Linked DNA regions of Astyanax mexicanus: region 2 is linked to region 1. Evidence: chromatin contacts called from public Hi-C data. All regions are on one chromosome and are shown on one strand. Each heading gives the region's core, a stretch centred on a gene start, on an enhancer-like site or on the middle of the called end of the contact. The rest is flanking DNA. Distances are from core to core; before and after follow the strand shown.

Region 1 (3,084 bases), core at 344-2,843:
GGTATGCCGCGCGGCATTCCGCTGTGCTGCCGCTCTGCTCTACGCTGGTCAGTTGCGGGTGCGTTGCGCTGCTGCTGACGCCAAGCGTCTCCTGCTGATAATAGGCGGAGTTTTCTAAAACCCATCACCTCTGTGAGCGGTGTTTTGTAGTTTTGAGTCTCTACAGCCTCTGTGGATCTGTATATGTTTCTCAGCCTCAGAACAAAGCTCTGATTCTTCTCTTCCTCCTGTTATCTCTATATGAGTGTAGGGAAGTGATGTACAGCTGAGGGGATTCACTAATCGCTATTATTAGTCTCTCGCGCACGTTTATTGTTGTTTGGACTACAGTTTCTCTCTAGTCGCGTGAGTTCACGTCATGCGTTTTCTGCCGAGGTACCGCTTGCCGCGAGGTCAAAGTTGAACCATGTTGAACTTTGCCCGCGGTAAGCGGTAGCGCGGTGGAGGCGTGGTTATGGGCGGGGAAACGCGCCGCTTTCCGCTCTGCTCCGCGGCAGCGACGCACCGCTCTACCGCTCTAGACACTATTGAATCCTATGGGGGTCAGCGTACCGCGCCGCACCTACCGCGTGCAGTGTGCAAGCACCTTAACTGATGAGCGGTGATGTTGCGTCGCTTCAGCTCCGCCTCTGGGAGTTTCTCGAGCCAAGGTGGGCTGGTCTGTGAGTTTCTGCCTACGTAGGCAGAAAGATAATTCAAAATTCACCCGTTTTTCGGAGGGGGGGAGGGGGGATTCCTTTGCTTAGCTCCTGCAGACAATGGGGGCTGCAAAACAGTTTAATGTGCAGGTGTACACATTCAACTCGGAGAGACCTACTGTATTCCACAAAAAACAAGAAAAATCGGATTTTCGCGGAAGGTGACCTTTAAATTATGTATCACCAGACAGAAATGGTTTTGACATTGTGTGCAAAAGAGCGCTGGGGGCTGGAGAGAGCGCGAGAGTGAGAGAGATTTATCACCTGGTTAGAAACACACAATTGTAGTGTTATGAGCAAATGTCTACAATGAGCAGTTTAAAAGAACGTAAAGTGATTTCTAGCTTGTAGTGTGAAAAGGTAAAATGAACTGAACTTTGAACTAGTTCAGAATTAAAATTGTGAACTTCGAACGTGAACTGTTCACTTTGAGCATGTATGAACTTAACTTGAACTAGTTCAGAAAAGCTGTGAACTGGCACAACACTGCCTATGGCATCTTCAAACTCCTCTTGGGCTGAATTTTTGGGCTGCGTTTTTGTTTTGTTTTTTCTAGTGAAGCGTGCTGCGTGTCCCCAGCTACGCCCGCGCCCCTCCCTCTCGAGGTGTCTGAATCTGAATGATTGACTCTGAAAACTTTGTTTTACGAAACTTCAATCAAAATTACTTATTATAAAGAAAATCTTGTTGAAATATGAAATCATATTTGACTATATTATTTTTTCCCATTCATTTTTTAGCATTAGCCACTAACTGCTTTTTCAATAAACACAGTGACAGAACTGCGATTTTGGGGTATTACTATATATATGTAGGCGCTGGTGGGGGCTGGGTGTGTGTGAGGACTGTCCTCAGGTAACCTCGGGGCATAAACACAAGCCGACGCACTTTTTTGGTTTTAATTCAGGAACGTACATCCTACAGCAGGGGTCAATAATAGACGGACCGCGGTCCGGATCCGGGAAAAAAAACCCTCGCTCGCAGGCTCTCTCTCTCTCTCTCTCTCTCTCTCTCTCTCTCTCTTGATGACATAAAACACTGACAGTACTAGGCTTCTTCAGTATACAGTATATAAAAATGGCGACGGTCCGGACCTCGGCCTGGCGTATTTTTCTCTAACTGGACCGAACTAAATTCTAATTAAATACCCCTGCTGTAGTAGATCAGTCCAGATCATACCAGTGCACTGATTTATGCTGGATTTTACTTAGACACATTAGCTAGATGTAAAGCCATACGCTGCTCATGTCAGACTGTGACTACTGTACAAAAAACAACAACAAGAATATCAAAAGATGGACTTCAGCCATGTGTGTGTGTGCATGTGTGTAATTTGGAAAATAAAAAACCTGGCCTGACCAAAGCATCACCCTGGAGAGTGTCTTGTCTGTTTATTGCTAATTAAAAATTGCATATTAGGAAGTGCAGTATGGTTTTGCGAAAAGAAAACAGAGTAGAGAATAGTCATTTTAGTACATTTCAGTTATTTTCTATTTCTTTGCCAGGGTTTTAGTCAATGTCTAACACTGACATCAAGTGGATGGAAGTGGAATAGCAGACCTGAGACATCAGAATATTGTGCCTTGTGGCCCTTACAAATATAAAAAATAATTACTTAAGGAAAATTAGCATGCAATGAAGACATGGTTGATCTAGAGGTGCACGATTTATATTATTAATAGTGACATTGTTTATTTTAATTGACATGATATTTGACCAAATGTTGCCTTGACAAGATGCAAGGTAAGTATGGAGACAATATGACAAATATTAGGTGAGTTAAATATTATTAATTACTGAACATTTAGCACGTTTCTTCAGTCACTTGAAAATAAAATTATGGAGTGAGTTTTCCCAGACTTTTAAATAAATTATTTTGATATCCCGAGAGCTATGAATTCTTAGACATGGTTTAATAAATAGCTAGATATTTTTATGAATATAGCTAAATGAATAAATAAAATACTTAAATTATTACAAAGCATTACAAAAAAATATTATTTAAATCCAGCGTTGCATTAATGTTTATGACCGCTGCACAATGCCTTCTCCAGCACATGTTTTATTATTAATAATATATATATATATATATATATATATATATATATATATATATATATATATATATATAGTAGTAATAATAATGTATTATAATATTATATAATATTATTATCATCGGTATTATTAACAATGTTCTTCTTCATCATCTTATTATTATTATTAGTAGTAGCAGTAATAGTAGTAGTAGGAGTAGAAGTAGTAGGAGTAATATTTAAGGATATAAACTATATTTCTTACTATAAAATGTATTTATATCTTCCATTAAAAAACATACGGGACTTTAGTGACGTTAAAACGCGTGGCGTCACAATATATTTTTTAAGGC
Region 2 (3,084 bases), core at 250-2,749, 34 kb before region 1:
ATAAGCTGATACACACACATACACACATTTATCTCAGTATCCCAACACACACAAAAAATTCTGAATTGCAATAACTTAGTTCACTCGTTAGCTTAGAGTTCAGCTACAGCAGCCACTCAGGTCTCTCTCTCTCTCTCTCTCTCTCGCGCTCTCGCGCTCTTTCCCCACGTGTGTGTGTGTGTGTGTAGTCAGTGATGTCTCAGTATGGCTGGGGTTCTTCTCTGATGCCGATGCTTTGGGTAAATCAGCCCAACACTAAACAGACACACATTCCTACAGCCCCCTCTTTCTCTCCCTCGCTCTCCCGCTTTCTCTCTCGTTGTGCCGCATGAGGGAAAACAGATGACCATTACTCAGTCTAACCTCCGTATTCGCTCACACTTTACGCTCTCTCTTCACCTGTCTCTCCCACACTGCCACTCAAAAGATATAAATATACATACATAAAAGTGTGTTTGTTTTAATTCTAATAAGTCAGAGTATGTTAAAATAAATTATGTTTTTTTTAGTGTGGACAGTGCCATGCAGCAGTAAAAGTTAATCTGTAGCTCAAGAGCAGGCCTGACAGCAACATACTCACACCATGTAGCATACGCCAGTGATAAGTATATATATTTGTTAAGTTAGTTGATAATATTAATGCATTGATAATATTAATGCAAAATCTTTAAAGTTATGTGTTGCTATATGTAAATTTTACTTGCTATAGCCTAGCAACAACATGTAATACACTCTGACACACACATGGCCATTCACATTTCAGAGATACACTCTTAAACATACAGGAGCCAGTTAAGACATAAGCACAGTTTCAATGGAGTTTTTTTTTTAAGAAAGGTCTTTAGTTGTAAAGTCTTTTTGGCACCTTCATTTTTAAGAGTGTAGGAGATTACGTAGACATTACCACACATACAGTACAAACCACGGTAATTATCCGTACAAACATTGGAGAAGGCAAAAAGAGAGCAAAAGTGAAAGATAGAGACCACGGAAATGTAAAAGCTACAAAGCACATCCTTCCTTCCACCTACAGAGGTCATCTGCCTAGCAGTGTAATGTAAGTGTAGCCAAGCCCTTGCACAGTCTAACCAATGTGCAGACTACTGTACACCAGTATGATCCTGAACAGGTAGTCTGAACACTGGGATGACGGAGCAGGATACCGTCCCTCTTTCTTTCATTCTCTTTCTTTTTCTCTCTCTTTTTCTCACTATTTTTCCCTCTCTCCTAAAACTCTATTCCTCAGCCCATTCCCTCAGGCCCAGGCATTTGTAGGAGGAAGTGAAAGATAGAAATCAACAAGATTGAAATAGTCTCCAGTTTTCTCCTTCCCTCTTTTTTCTTCTTCTTTTCATTAGAGTCATCCGCTCCAGGCCTTCGCTAAAAGTTTGACTCGTTCTGTCTTTCCCTCCTTCTCCCGAGTCCGAAGGCCACAAAGTCGTGTATTTGCTCCATATCGCTCGGGTCCAGTATCCAGCCTTGACGTGGCACATTTCACTCCCGAAGCCGGCAGTCAGTCTGGCAGTGCGTTTAGGGAAGGCATAGTGAAAAAAGAGCGAAAGAAGAACGAGGGAGTGAAGGAGAGCGGGTAAGAGTGAGAGACAGAGAGAGAGAGAGAGAGAGAGGGAGGGACCCGCTGGCCATATAAGGGTTGATGGGACCCTGGGGGAATCGATTTTTTGGAGTGGTCCGTTGTTGCGCTATCACTTTTTTCCAGAATACTCTCGATCCTTCGTTTTGACGCTCTGCTGTCCTCTACTTTCTTCCATCCTCCTGTGTGTGTGTCTCCCTCCATCCTCCCTCTGTACTCCTTGTCATGCTCTAGACTTTTCCTGCACCATCTTTTTCTACCTCTCTCTTCCTCTCTCTCTCTAACTCTCCCACTCTTTCCCTCGCTTTCTCTTCCCCACTCTCTCTCTCTCTCTCTCTCTGTCTCTAAAGCGGTACCAGATGTTGTAGTCTTAACGCCAGCCCGTCATTTCTGACCTTTTTTTTCAACCTCTAAAAACGCAGGCAGGAAGTGGGCCCCTCTGGAAGGGAAAAAAGAGAAAGTTTTGGAGGGGAGCAGAGGAGGAGGGGTGCAGGGAGTGAGTTAGAGTGGAAGAAAGTTAAAAAAAAAAAAGAAAAAGGAAGAACAACATATGATATATGATGCGTGATTGTCTTTTTAAGCTAATTAAAAGACTGTTTTTTTTTCTTTTTCAAGACTAGTCTTTGGTTTGTCAGATCACAAATAGAACAATCCGATTTGGTCCCCACTTCTGAGTGTGAGGTTTGTGCCCTCTTGCACCTTCAATGGTTCAACTTCTCTCCAGCTTCTCCGCTGTACCGTTATTCATGGTGTAATCCAAGCCGCTTCCTGAGACCCCAGCCCCTCCCGGACATAACAACGGAGAGGGAGAGTTGGAGAAGGGGATTCTTGTCCCCCCCCCCTCCCTTACTTTGAGAAATGTTGTGTTTTAGAAGCTCAGTCTGAATAATGACTTCCACATGTGCGCCTTCTCTTTCTATCTCTCAATCCCCCTTTCATTCTTTTCTCTCCCCCTCTCAAGCCTTTTGCCGCTTGCTAAAGATCTTGCAGCATCCCTCTGTATTTGCTCTTGTAGTACTCTCCCCTCCAGCCATGCTAACCACGATTACATGCACATAGATCAGAACAGCTTGCAAAATCTTACAGTTTAGCACAGCTTTTGGAATGTTATTAGTGCTGATTGGTGTTAAACAGAAAGTTGCTGCATTCAGCTTCAATCTGTTAAGCAACCAAAAGACATGATCTCTTTTGATTATGGTTGTGCTTTAATTTTTAACCTGCACAATATGTTTTATATCTTTTGAGATTGTTACTTACAAAGACTTAAAATCAATCTGTAAAGATGGCAACAAATCTGACCAACAAATCTCAGAAGATACAGCTCTGGAAAAAACTTCAGTTTCTGAATCAGTTTCTCTGATTTTGCTATTTATAGGTATATGTTTGAATAAAATGAACATTGTTGTTTTATTTCTTTAAACTACGAACAACATTTCTCCCAAATTTCAAATAAAAATATTGTCATTTAAGGCAATTATTTGCAGAAAATGAGA

What was found. Hi-C and Micro-C count contacts between places; a contact is called where the count stands out from the background.
Region 2: a contact with region 1 is called in a Hi-C map of muscle, with 6 times the contacts expected there. The contact joins two enhancer-like sites. A contact is called at or near these places in 2 of 3 Hi-C or Micro-C datasets (both in muscle).

The regions. Positions count from the first base shown.
Region 1 is chr1:62,476,765-62,479,848 of AstMex3_surface, reverse strand. No RefSeq gene overlaps it. Among protein-coding and RNA genes, the nearest start is that of LOC125786977, 13 kb to the right of the region's middle. Within about 2 kb of position 1,593, the one cell type or tissue checked has an H3K27ac peak away from gene starts, as active enhancers do.
Region 2 is chr1:62,510,441-62,513,524 of AstMex3_surface, reverse strand. All of the region lies in intron 16 of dnm3a (dynamin 3a), which reads left to right. Among protein-coding and RNA genes, the nearest start is that of dnm3a, 38 kb to the left of the region's middle. Within about 2 kb of position 1,499, the one cell type or tissue checked has an H3K27ac peak away from gene starts, as active enhancers do.